2 separate regions of the Rattus norvegicus genome follow, and region 1 is linked to region 2. The links are chromatin contacts, called in public Hi-C maps. All regions are on one chromosome and are shown on one strand. The core of a region is the stretch at or near the end of the contact, and the rest is flanking DNA. Distances in the headings are between cores, read along the strand shown.

Region 1 (7,578 bases), core at 1,157-3,656, 150 kb after region 2:
TGTCATTGTTGGGGGTGGCTTTGTGGTGCCCTATGGTCAAGTTATACCCAGTGTGGCCCACAGTCTTTCTGCTAGACTCTCAGCTCCTTCTCCAACACCATGTCTGCCTGCATTCTGCCATGCTCCCCACCGTGACAATAATGAACTGAACCCCTGAAACTGTAAGCCAGCCCCAATTAAATGCTTTCCTTTATAAGAGTTGCCTTAGTCATGGTGTCTCCCCACAGCAATAAAACCCCAAGACAACAATGCCTTTTATGTATCTTATTTTTACTTAATTACTGTGTATTTTCAAGGGTGGGACATCCAGTGTCCTGAAGATACTAGCTAGGTAAAATTAAAAGCAAAAGATAATAATAATAATAGTAATAGTAATAATAATAATATAGATAATATTATAGTAGGTTATCATTATTATTCTGGGATGTACTAATATTATAATAGTTTATCATTATTATTCTGGCATGTACAGATGTGAAAGAAGCAAAAGTTTCACACGTATTAACCGATTATCATTCATTCAAAGCAAATATACTCAGTAGGAAACTGTGACATTCGGGCTTGAATGAGCCTACAGCTGTGTTAAAGCAGTTTTGTGTCCCAATGAGCTTACACCACTGCACGTGCAGCACACATAGCACAAACACAGCACAGCAGTGCCTGTGTTGCACACAGCATTTGAACTCAACGGCAGTCAAAGTGATGGGCACTGATCCTCATGCACCCTGAGAGGAAGAAAGCTGGTGTTGCCAGCTGTTGAGAGTCAGACCAGTGAGCCACATCTGTAAACCTAGGTCTCATCTCCTTGGAAATAAAAACTCCACAGGTCCAGAGAGAATAATCCAAAAGGTTCTGAACAGGACCGTTTTATCGGGTTTATGCTACTCCTCATCCTTTTAGACATTTCCCTGTAATTTTATTTTAGTTTTCTTTTTATGTGTATGAGTTTTGTTTGCACGGATGTCTGTGTATCGTACGTGCACAGTGCCCGTGGAGGCCAGAAGAGGGAGTCAGATCCTCTACTTTTCTTCTGATTGTTAATTTTTTCATTGATTTTTTTTAATTTACATTTCAAACATTTCAAATGTTTTCTACCTTCCCTGTTTCCCCTCCCCAAACCTCCTATCCCATCCCCTCTCTCCCTTTTTCTATGAGGGAGCTCCCAACACTAACTGGAAAGAACCCAGATGTCCCTCAACAGAGGAATGGATACAGAAAATGTGGTACATTTACACAATGGAGTACTACTCAGCTATTAAAAGCAATGACTTCATGAAAATCGCAGGCAAATAGATGGAACTAGAAAACATCATCCTGAGTGCGTTAATCTATTCACAAAAGAACACACGTGGTATGTACTCACTGATAAGTGGATATTAGGAGAAAATCTCGGAATACCCACTATATAATTCACAGACCACGCAAGAAGAAGGGAGCCCAAAGTGTGGGTGCTTCAAGCCTACTCTTCACATTTATGAACTTCATTACCCAGGGATTTAGGCTTCCCTGTAGGCATCCCTCACCCAAGCACTGGATAAAATAAGCCTGCTGGCTCTCTGCTGAAGTCAACTCCAAGAACTGACTCTGTCAACCTCAGAGAGAGCTGTACTGAGCTCTTCAGGAAACTGTTTCTCCAGGAAACAGACTGGAAGAGAGTGATGCTTACGGGCTGATTTGCTGGTCCCCTTCCTATTCCACTCTACCACGACTCCTCTGCTGTCCCCCCTCCCCCGGGAAATATTCTTCTATCTTCCTCAGTTCCGTTCCTCTTCCTCCTCTTTTTTCCTTTCTTCCCTCTTTGGTGGTGCTCAGAATCAAATCTAAGGCCTTGTACAAGCTGAGCAAACGCTCTGCCACTGAGACAAATTCCCCAGCCATAACTTTTATTCAGACAGGGTCCTGATAACTTATCTAGTCCGGGCTTGAACTCACTCTATATAGACCTGCAGGTCTGGAATTTTCAATTTTCTTGCCTCAGCCTCCCCTGCGCTCCCAACACCCCGTAGCTGGAGTTACGCAGTTTACCACCAGACCTGTTATGGAGACTTTAGAACTATTGCTGGATTGCAACTCAGAGAATAAAATAAGAATGTGCGAACCCTTAAATAAAGATAATGGACGAATAAATAGGATACAAAAAGGGAAACTCTTCTTTACAGTAGCAAAATGGCTTCTGTGGGGAGTGGAGAAGTGTAGTCCCTCCGATGGGTGGCCTGGAGGCAGACTCCTGACAAGAGGATTGTATTTTCTTGTCCTGCTCTTTCTCCAGGGCCCTTAGTCCAAACCGAGTCTGCTATCACTGCCCAGCTTTGCAGATCACGCCCAAGACTTTTGGCGGTGGCATCAGGCTCCTAGAACGCTCGTCTCTCTACTGCCACCTGCTGTCCGGCTTCTGCAGGGCCATGTGGTCAAACAGCACCTTGCTCACCCGAGGGAGGTGGAGTCTCAGTTTCTGCTCTTGTCAATCTCTCAGTTCCTATAGCGACCTCTTGTTTTTTCTCGGGCCACCTTCCAAATCAGAACAAAGAAAGGGCCCAAAAGGTTTTTAGGATGGGATTCGTTACCGCTAAAACCTTTTGGCAAAGATTTTGGTCCAGTTCTGTTTCCCATCAGGCATGTGGGTTGTGTTAGGGTTGTTCCTGAGTCTATCTCAGGTGTTTTGGGGACAGGGAGGGCCTTGATCCTCTAAGCTTCTGAGGCGAAGAAGCAGGGCCAGGGCTGTCAGAATAAAAAGCTTACATCATAGAAACAATCAGTACTAAGGTTTCGCAAAAGAACTAAAAATAGCTGAGCGTGGCCGCCCAGAACAATCCCAGCGTCGCAGAGCTCTGTGGTCTACAGGTGACGCAGATACACACGGAGAACTTGCCTCAAAATAGAATTCCTGTTATGAGCCAACTCTCTCACCCTTGGATACAGAGTGAAGACTAAGTGAACACAGCACAGAAGTACATCCACATCTGTGTTCATTGCTGCGCTAGACACAATAGCGAGACAGACTAGTGGAGGCAGACGAGACGTCCATCAACAAAATGAATATAGAAATGTGGCAAACGTATAAAGGAGTGTTACTCAGCCACGAAGAGAGATGAAATCACAGTATTTTGCAGAAAGATGTAGGGAACTGGAAATCATTATGTGGAGTGAAGTAAGCCAAGCTTGGAAAGACAAATATTACACACTTTCTCCCATATACGGAACCCAGATTAAAGTTACTGTGTACGCAAGCATGCTTGAACAGGGGTTGTGCGAACACTAGACAGAAGAGGGTGAGTAGGGGAGGAAGAGATCTAAAGAACTGGGGGAACAGAGAGTTATGGGACACGAGCGACCAGAAAGCACAAGGGAGCACTGTCTGGGGTAGGGAGGGACTAATTGAGAAGGGGTACAGAGAAGGACACAGGGAGAAGGGGACATACAGAAAAAAGTATAATGACATATACATGAAAATGGCAAAATGAAACCCACCGTTTTCTAATGTTAACTTTAAAAATTAATAAACACATAAAGCATTTTAAAAATGTAAGCAAATGAATTAAAAGTTTTGCTCCTAATATTCCCAAATGAAGATGTAGAACTCTTAGCTCCTCCTGCACCATGCCTGCCTGGATGCTGCCTTGCTCCCACCTTGATGATAATGCACTGAACCTCTGAACCTGTAAGCCAGCCCCACTTAAATGCTGTCCTTTATAAAAAAGAAAGGAAGGAAGGAAGGAAGAAAATTGCTAAACATCTTAAAAACCGAAAAAAGATAAAACATTGTATTTTAATAGCTATGCATATCTTAAATCAGTACTCATAGTATCTAAGGAAATTAATTATACAACCTACATGCCATATGGTCTGCTCCACATCTAGGTAAATGGTGTAGTCTACTATGCCTAGAGTACGAATGTGTACAACTTGTTATTGCCCTGAATATTGTATGCAATTGTAACTCAAAATTATGTATAGAAAAGACACAGACTAGCCACAGAACAGACACAGTGTAAACACAGTACAAAGGATTTAAGAAAGCATATCTGTAAAGGCACTTAGTAAGCAAGGTGCTGGCAGGATTGCTACTCTGGGTAAATCAGGGAGTGAGTGGGAGCTGAATGTGGAGGCCTAGAGCCTCTTGTACACTACTGGAGACCTTTTACATGCTGTACACACGGCCACAGTAAAGCATTATTATTTAACGTTTTATTGATTGTTTTTATGTGAATTTCACATCATGCACCCCAATCCCACTCATCTCCCAGTCCGTTCATACTCTCCCTCTTTCTTGCTACCTTCCTGGGTTGGGGAGGGGGCAAACTCATTCTGGAAGCTGTAGTGTGTCACAGTGTGTCCTACCACATATGCTTTTGTTCTCACTTCTTTACTTGCAGATGTTCATTGCAATGAGTCATGTGTCTGTTACTATCAACACTGGATCTCCACCAGGACTCCTCTCAGATATCCTGATGTTGCCTTGTGTCATGGAGATCCTACAGCTTTGGATCTGCAGGACCAGCCCCTTCACACACTCTAGCAGTTCATAGATGGGGTAGGCATTAGGGTAGACCAACTCAAAGGCCTGGATCTGGGCCTGAGCTGACAGCGGAGGCCCACAAAGTTCCCTCACTCACAGGGTGAATTCTCCAGCAGCACCGAGGTGGATATTTCACCCAACACTGCAGCAGTCAAGGGGCAGAACCAGCACACTCCCTCGCCCTGGGGGCTGGCTCAGCCTCAACTCTGCCACCAGGCTCAGATCTACTGTGCTGCCCAGGCAAGATGCAGGGCCTGCTTTCTTGAAAGCTGCAGTTGGTGAGGGGGAAAGCCAGCTTTTCTGCTCTCGTGACCGCCTGAACTTAATCGCCTGCCTGGCCTAGGTGGCAAGGGGTGATTGGTGAGGGAGGACGTCTCTCCTTTGCCCATACCCCAAATGGCAGATAAGTGGAGGGGCAGCACACTAAACTATTTTTAAATCTTTTCTGTCTTTTGTGATAATTAGCTTTCACATGCTGTAAAAAATTTATTTTATAAACTTTAAATTAAAAAAATGTTTGGACTCTCGTAGTAATACTTGATAAATGATTGCCCATAGATGAAATGATCCAATTCAAGGCAGATTAAAGTATATAAAGTCAGGTTTGTTGGGAAACAGCTCTTGGGCGAGCTCACTGTTCCCAAGGAAATTTACATGATGAGGGAGACAAAGGGGAGGAGAAGAGAAAGAGATAAAGAGCATGTCAGAGAGAGAAAAAATGCAAAGAGGAGAAGGAGAGGCAAAGAGAATGAGAGAGAGGGAGGGACAGAGGGGATGCAAAATGTCTGGATTATATAGGAAAGAGTTTCTGGGGGAGGGGAAGCTCATCCAGCCCCTGGGAGAACCATTTTGGTGTGTTAAATATGCCCCTCAGCCTCTTGATTCATGTCCACAACCTAACATCACTTAGCTTAAAATACAAATACATAGCAGAGTCACACAAAAATACGTTTTAAACATACTTGTTCTATAAGCATTTTTGGTTTACAGAAAGGCTATGGCACATTTATGTGGTAGAACCTTGCTGAAATGAAGTGCATCATTGAGGTGATCCCGCTTCCTGATAATGTAGCGTGATAGACTGGCCTCATTCTTGCATGATCATTCTCTCCCCTCTGGAACTGTAAGACAAAATATGTTTCTTTTGTGGGGCATTTTATTATAGTAACAGAAAAGAAAAGAGCCAGAAATTGGTCCTGGAAGTAGGGTCATGGAGTTGATTAAACCTGGCTTTGGGACTGAGTTGTGGGAAGTATGTGAAACAGTTTGAAATTTTGGGCTTAGCAAAAGCCCTTGGAAGATGTGAACAGAGTGTATTGGGTCTTTATCTTGGGAGCCAAGAATGTCCAGCATAGACTTGAAGGTAAGAAAAATCCAGAAATGGTAAGCTGTCCCATGGTTTCAAAGGAGAGCAGGAGCTCTAACAGCAACGGGGCTAGGGTCCATTCTAATTCTTTTCTTGCAATGAATCATGTCCCGAGAATTTGCATAATACTGAATTTTACGGTAATAAGCTAGTTTCTTTGATGGATGGACTGAACCTCAGAACCTATAAGCCAGCTCCAATTAAATATTGTTCTATTTAAGATACCATGCCTTGGTCATGGTGTCTGTTCATAGCAGTAAAACCCTAAGACAACCAGTATTACTAAAAACACATGAATAGCACATTGCAGTTATGTATATATGTATATATGTATATGTGCATATATATGTATATATGTATATATTATATATGTATATGTGCATATATATGTATATATACATGTACATGTGTATACATGTATATATGTATTTATGTATATATGTATGTATATATGTATATATGTGTATATATATTATGCTACAATGTCATGAGTAGGAAGATCTTCAGTTTCAATATGATCTTATTGGTCTCTTATTGTATTATTGATGAAATTCTATTAGGGGTCACATGACAACTCTATGCTCTAAGTTCCGTTATAAACTGGAAGGAAAAATCTACAAACAAATATATTAATGTATTCTCGAATATTTTATCTAGCAAGTAAAAAGTGATGGTTTAGAGAAAGAAATAAGGAAATTAATTTTTATTGTAAGCTCTCCTGAAATTTGTACCATAAGTACCCTTAATATTTGAAATTAACACATCCAAAGAAAGAACTGATTATTTTCACAGAAACCGCAAAGACAGACCTCAAGAGCTGTGAAGAAAGCACTGAAGATGTGACATGGGGATGGGACTGTTTTAACCACCAAAACAGCAAAAGGGGTTGTAAGATCGCTCAGCAGGTCAAAGTGTTTTCCACGAAAGCCCAGTGGCCTCATCAGGCCCAATCCACACATCATGAATCTGGAAGAAGAGAAAGACGAATGAGATTGCTGTGAGATAGTGGCTATGGTTGCTTGTCCATAATCAGGCCAGTCAAAATGGAGGATAGATGGGACGTGGCTCACAAAAACCCTAGGCTGAGGCACTGAGCAGTTGAAGACTCTTGCAGGTAGTCAGCTTTTCTAAGATCTCAGATGTTCCTGCCCCCACACCACCATTCCACCATGCCTTTGATCTGCCATTACAAGCTCAGCTCTCCAAGTCTGAAATTAACATCACTTCTTTTATAAGTTGCCTTGGTTGTGGTGTTTTTGTTACAGCAATAGAAAAATAACTAAGACAATGGCCTATAAGAAGAAACATGAGTTTGGGAGAGGGATGTGGCATGAGACGGTGTATATGTGGATGAAATTCACAAAGAATGAGTAATAAGTTACACTCTAAAAAGAAGATTGCTATGAATTAAATGATGAAGTAGGGCTGAAGAGTGGTGGTTGCGTTAGGGACTACGGTTGTAAACCATAGACTTGAAGGACTCTTAGGGTAGGAGAGAGGTGCATCCTTGCCAGCTGACGCAAACTGCTTCAGGGTGGTACTTACTGTCAAGCATCGAGAACGTGTTGCTTCCTATCTGATGCTGGTAGTTGCTGTATCTGACCCTGACTACTGAGACTATTCCAAAGATTTGACTGATTGATTAACTGACTACCTGGAGACGAGAAAGGATACCTCTATGGATGGTTTCTCCTGT
Region 2 (6,690 bases), core at 3,790-6,289:
TGCCTGTATCTGGGTCTGTGTACCATGTGCCTGGATGCAGTGCCCATGCAGGCCAGAAGAGGGCACCAGGTTTCCCTAGAACTGGAGTTAGTTACAGAGGGTGTGAGCCACCGTGTAGGACGCTGGGATTCTGGACTTCATCTTCTAGTAAAACAGCCAGTGCTTTAACCTAGAAACCAGCGTTTTTAACAATGGGCCCACCGGGGTTGGGGATTTGGCTCAGTGGTAGAGCACTTGCCTAGGAAGCACAAGGTGCCAAGGAAGCACAAGGTCCTGGGTTCAATCCCCAGCCCTGGGGAAAAAAACAAAACAAAACAAAAAAAACCAATGGGCCCACCACTTCAAGTCCTCTATTTAGGTTTCATTTTTTTTTTTTTTTTTGGCTCTTTTTTTCCGGAGCTGGGGACCGAACCCAGGGCCTTGCGCTTCCTAGGTAAGCGCTCTACCACTGAGCTAAATCCCCAGCCCCTATTTAGGTTTCAAAACAGGGCCTTTCTGAGGCTGACCTCCAACTCACTATCGATAGGGTTTTTTTTTGGAAGGTGGGGTTTGAGAGAGAGAGAGAGATGCTGAACCCATTCATTTTTCAGGCAGGCATTTTATTAATGATGCAGCAAGCAGTAGAGCCCAAAGTTAGAACCTTGGTTTCATTCAAGGTAAGAAGCAAGGTGTGTACTCTTAAAGATTTCTGAGTAAGGAGCATCTTACATTGTAAGAAGTTGGCTTAGTTGATATGTGGCCTATGCTAAATGAACAAGGCAGAATAATAGGGCTTATGTAACTTGGACTATACAAGGTCACGAGGTCACTCTTTCTATGGGTAGGGAGGGATGGCTTGGTTAATGTGACCCACGAAATATGCCAGCAGTCAAATAACCTTGAACTTGTAGATGATAGTGGGGTTGGATATGCTGTGCCTTGATGGCAGCTTGGGGTCCGGCACTCAGAAGGCATGGGCTCTAATGGCAACATAGCTGAGGACAGCATTGAACTTCTGACCGTTCTGCCTCCTGAAGGCAGCACTTTGAGCACTAGGATTCTGAGGATACGCTGCCGTGTCCAGCCTATGCGGTGCTGCAGATGGAACCAGGGTTGCTTGCACTGGTAAATTGCTTTGCGCTGTTTGAGCTTACCAAGAAGCTGGCACTGGAAGTGGTGTTCCTTCCCTCCCAACTCGGGCCCACGGATGTTTGTCTAAAGTGTCCTCCGAGGTCCCTTATCTGAGGATGAAGTTCCCTGACTCTGTGGCAGGGAGAGAAGAGAACAGTAAAAACAGCCCGAAAGTAAAACATAAGAATCATTGTGCCCTTGAAAACAGCTAGAAAGTGAGTCACTTCCAAGAGAGGTTAAGAGTGGGAAAAAGAAGTTGGAAGTTCAGCCACAGGAAGCTCATTCATGGATAGAGGCTGACGCTGGAACTCCGGCTGACTGGAACTCCCGCTGACTGACCGCCTCAACTTCCCCAGTTGGTTTCTCCGGGACGTGTGAGTGCCCAGTTTGATGATGTTATCTCCCTCTGCCGTTATTCATTCTTATTTTTAAAAAGGGTTATTTGTTTATGTCTTAGGTATATGGGTGTTTTGTCTGAATGTATGCCTGCACACGAGAAGAGGGCATCGGATCCCACGGGACTACAGTTATAGACAGTTGTGAGCTGCCGTACTTTGAGAACTTCCTTACAGTTTTAGAAGCTTGATTCATGATCATCATGGCAGGGGATATGGTGGCAGGCAAGCTAGGCAGGGTGCTGGGAAAGTAGCTAAGAGCTCATATCTGATCTGCAAGTTGCAGGCAGAGAGAGGAGTGTATGTGTGGAAACTCTGAATAATTAATTGCCTGGGTGGCTCTGGCTTGGGTTTTGAAACTTCAAAGCCCTCCTTTCCTCCAACAAGGCCACACCTCCTAATCCTTTACAAATAGTTCCACTAACTAAGGACCAAGCATTCAAATGTATGAGTCTATAGGAGTCATTTTCATTCAAACCACCACAGAGTCTGTATAGATTCACGTTCCTGGCTCCAGACTCTTGCTCCAATGCCCTGTAAAGGCATGTATGGACTTCGGCTTGACCTGTTATGCTTGGCACTCTTCTCCTTGAAGATCCCAACAGATTCTAAGAATTTGTCTTGTCCACTTGTGGTCCTTTGATTGCTTAGACGACAGTCATTCCATGAATCCTGCAGCTATCATGAAGGAGAGGAGCTAAACAAGAAGGGCCTCCCCTTCTGTTCTTGAAAAGTCTCACCAACTTCCTTCAGAAACTGTGATGATTAAAGCTTGAGCAGCAGCCTCCAGACCCAGGACTCATTCTGTCACCTCAGCTGATGCTGTGCTCATGAGAGGCTCTGTCTAGGCATCCACCTGAAGGAGCACAACCTCTTTGAAGTTCTCCTCGAGATCTCAGAAAGTTCCCACACCAGATAGCCCAGAGCTCACCCTACGTCCGTCATGTTGCTTTTGTTATCCCATTACGTAAGCCCAGCACTTTGTCAGTTGTATACTCGGTGTTTGCAGTCCTGCTATATAGTCAGAGGTTTGGTTTTGAATCTTAGTACTCACTATTTTCTCAACTTCAAAATGAGGATAAGTCTGGGAGTGGCGGTTCACACTTTTAATCTCAGTTCTGAGGAGGTCGAGACGGGAAAATCAGGAGTTTGAGGCCAGCCTAGATTACATAGCAAGACCCTAACCAAACCAAAAAATAGATATTTAAAATATAAAAACACTTAAAATATAAAAATAAAATTAAGCTAAAAGTGTCTAATTTGCATACTTATGAGGATTAAATAAGAAAAAAAAGCAGATGTGCAGTACTTGGGATATACTGAGTATTTAACAACAATCAGGAATGGTCAGCAGCATTCTTTCTCTCACTAATTCATTACGTATACGTTTATGTGCCTGAGGATCTGCATGTGTACCACATTAGTGCTGGGGCCCACAGAGGCCAGGAAGAAGGCAGAGGATCCCCTAGTCCAAGGCAAGTGCTAGAACCTACCCTGGTCCCCTGCAAGGACACTGCATGGTCTTAACTACTAAGCCACCTTTCTAGCTCCTCTTATATAGTTTCTTCCTTCTATGATTTGTCCTGTACTTTAGGAACAGGAGTTATAAAGAAGAAAGTAAAGGGACAGTTAAAAGAGATGTACTATCTCTTATACTGACTTGGAAAAGCAAGTTTTAAGGAAGAAACTCAGAAATGAAAGCTAAAAGAATTCACGGAAATAAGCATATGCTAACTATAGGTGCAACTCAAGGTAAATGTAAGCATCGGATGGCTAGAGGACAAAGGTTTTATGAAACTTGCCTCTCAGGATCCTATTTTGTTTGTTTGGTTTTGATACTGAGATGGGGTTGCTCTCTGTAGCCTAGGCTGACCTTGAACTCACTATGAAGCCCAGGCTGGCATTAAACTTGTGGCAATTCTCTTGTCTCAGCTTCTCAAGTGCTGGGGTTATAGACATGAGCCACCTTGCCTGGCTTTTAAAATAGTCTTCATTTATTTTATTGTTAGGCTGATCTTAAAACTCAGCACTCCTCCTCCCTCAGTCCCATGTGCTGGTTTTGTAGACATGTGCCCACCTTCAGGTACCCAGGCTTCAGAAGATCCTCTTTAGACTTGTTATTCTATATTATACATTCCTTCTTGCACAAAGGATATTGTGGGGAAGAGGGTTTACTCTTTCAGGTGGGGAAATATAATTTATCATAAAACTAGACTGTATTTAGAAATATTGAGAAAGATCATAAATAGCTGGAAGAAAGGTAATCTGATACACTAGTATCATGGATTGATTCACTAGTATCATGGACTGATACACTAGTATCATGGATTGATTCACTAGTATCATGGACTGATACATTAGTATCATGGAAATAGGCTTTCAATATCCCTTCTGAAAACTATAATTTAAAATGTTTTGGGGGGCTGGAGAGATGGCTCAGTGGTTAAGAGCACTGACTACTCTTCCAGAAGTCCTGAGTTCAAATCCAGAAACCACATGGTGGCTCACAACCATCTTGAAGGAGATCTGATGCCCTCTTCTGGTGTGTCTGAAGACAGCTACAGTGTACTTGTATATAATAAATTAATAAATCTTAAAAAATGTTTTGGGAAACTACAATGAAGCAATAAACAGCTGATCTGTAGATGTTGTTACACTAAAGCCAATTTAATCAAAAACAAAACAAATGAACAAACACAAGCTTGCCCTCTGAACACCCAATGAGAGTCCTGACCCCTAAAGGTGTATGAAAGTGTGTTTCTGCCCCTATAGTATCCTCACACAAAGGTGACGTGACAGCTTAAACCAGGGTTGACTCTGAGCTGTAGAACACAGGTCAGAGGGTCAGAGGTTGAAGAGATCTGTGTTTCTTCTAGTAATAATTTGACATAAAAAGACCTATTATGTGCATGTATGAAGTACTGAAATAACAGTTTTATTTATTCGTTATTCATAATGCTGAGTGCTGGAGGACCAAATTTACGGTAACACAAATGCTGGTGGGGTATCTGTCCCTGGGCTTACACCTCAAGCCCCTGAGTGTTTCTTTTCAATGTGTGTGAAAAGCCATGTCTATTTGCTTGCAGTTCTAGATCACTCTGTAACTGGCCTAGAAAAGGCTGAGGTCTCCCAGGTCACCAGCACACAGGCACAGAGCCCGGTCCCGCAGTGACAGCATTGCAAGCACATACCTGGCATACTTTGGAAAGCCTGTCTTGTTCTATTACTGGTGCATGGACGTTTTGCTCCAGTAGCAAATCTCTAAATTTAGATACTTTTTAGGGTGAACTGTGGGTGACCTTTGTTACAAAGATTAGTGAAGCCACGGAAGGCACCTTGCTTTTTCTTCATGCATTTAGATGGGAAAGTCAATACTTGGAAAGCAAGGCTTGTGGAGATTTCTGTCTGGGCGGAGAATGAATTAGTGACTCTCTGAGTTTCTCCTTTCCATCTCTCAGTAGACATTTACCTTGCACTTGTTTATTTGTGGAGATCAGTTCTCACTTGGTCAGGAAGAACCTCTCTTCCTGCTGCTGGGCCAGCCGGCCCCTGAGCTTCTGGACGATCCCTAGCCCTGCCTGCTACCTTGCTGTATAAGGGCAGGGATCACAGATGCTTGCCTCTGCATCTGGCTCCTGACGTTTGTTGGAGTCTTTTTTTTTTTTTCCAGTTACTACTGTACTTTATTGTGTTCAACCAAATAACCATGTTACGAAAATAGCAAGCTGCCATAATAAAAAATAAGGCTCCTCTATCCAGCACCAGATAGCATCATTTTACTTTCAAGCCTAGGAATTGCACACTTGTATATAAACCAACCGAAGATGAGGATTGAGAGTTCATCTTGGTGGATTTTTCCTTTGATGAATATGAAGTGTCCTTCCTTATCTTTTTTGATGACTTTTAATTGAAAATTGATTTTATTTGATATTAGAATGGCTACTCCAGCTTGCTTCTTCTGACCATTTGCTTGGAAAGTTGTTTTCCAGCCTTTCACTCTGAGGTGTAGTGTCTGTCTTTGTCTCTGAGGTGTGTTTCCTGTAGGCAGCAGAATGCAGGGTCCTCATTGCGTATCCAGTTTGTTAATCTATGTCTTTTTATTGGGGAGTTGAGGCCATTGATGTTGAGAGATATTAAGGAATAGTGATTATTGCTTCCTGTTATATTCATATTTGGATGTGAGGTTATGTTTGTGTGCTTTTCTTCTCTTTGTTTTGTTGCCAAGATGATTAGTTTCTTGCTTCTTCTAGGGTATAGCTTGCCTCCTTATTTTGGGCTTTACCCTTTATTATCCTTTGTAGTGCTGGATTTGTAGAAAGATATTGTGTAAATTTGGTTTTGTCATGGAATATCTTGGTTTCTCCATCTATGTTAATTGAGAGTTTTGCAGGATACAGTAACCTGGGCTGGCATTTGTGTTCTCTTAGGGTCTGTATGACATCTGTCCAGGCTCTTCTGGCCTTCATAGTTTCTGGCGAAAAGTCTGGTGTGATTCTGATAGGTCTGTCTTTATATGTTACTTGACCTTTTTCCCTTACTGCTTTTAATATTCTTTCTTTATTTTGTGCGTTTGGTGTTTTGACAATTATGTGACGGGAGGTGTTTCTTTTCTGGTCCAATCTATTTGGAGTTCTGTAGGCTTCTTGTATGCCTATGGGTATCTCTTTTTTTAGGTTAGGGAAGTTTTCTTCTATGATTTTGTTGAAGATATTTACTGGTCCTTTGAGCTGGGAGTCTTCACTCTCTTCTATACCTATTATCCTTAGGTTTGATCTTCTCATTGAGTCCTGGATTTCCTGTATGTTTTGGACCAGTAGCTTTTTCTGCTTTACATTATCTTTGACAGTTGAGTCAATGATTTCTATGGAATCTTCTGCTCCTGAGATTCTCTCTTCCATCTCTTGTATTCTGTTGGTGAAGCTTGTATCTACAGCTCCTTGTCTTTTCTTTTGATTTTCTATGTCCAAGGTTGTTTCCATGTGTTCTTTCTTGATTGCTTCTATTTCCATTTTTAATTCCTTCAACTGTTTGATTGTGTTTTCCTGGAATTCTTTCAGGGATTTTTGCGATTCCTCTCTGTAGGCTTCTACTTGTTCTCTAAGGGAGTTCTTTATGTCTTTCTTGAAGTCCTCCAGCATCATGATCAAATATGATTTTGAAACTAGATCTTGCTTTTCTGGTGTGT

Evidence for each region. A called contact is a pair of places that touch in the nucleus more often than the background predicts.
Region 1: a contact with region 2 is called in a Hi-C map of hepatocytes, with 4 times the contacts expected there. The contact joins two enhancer-like sites. A contact is called at or near these places in 10 of 12 Hi-C or Micro-C datasets (the A7r5 cell line, the Rat2 cell line, frontal cortex and 6 more) and 1 of 1 datasets of contacts at active chromatin or transcription factors (oligodendrocytes).

What each region holds. Positions count from the first base shown.
Region 1 is chr11:94,535,030-94,542,607 of GRCr8, forward strand. All of the region lies in intron 1 of LOC120095700 (a long non-coding RNA gene), which reads left to right. Among named protein-coding and RNA genes, the nearest start is that of Mir6323, 18 kb to the right of the region's middle. Within about 2 kb of position 2,407, at least 12 of the 93 cell types and tissues checked have an H3K27ac peak or open chromatin away from gene starts, as enhancers often do.
Region 2 is chr11:94,383,537-94,390,226 of GRCr8, forward strand. No RefSeq gene overlaps it. Among named protein-coding and RNA genes, the nearest start is that of Klhl24, 4.8 kb to the left of the region's middle. Within about 2 kb of position 5,040, at least 5 of the 93 cell types and tissues checked have an H3K27ac peak or open chromatin away from gene starts, as enhancers often do.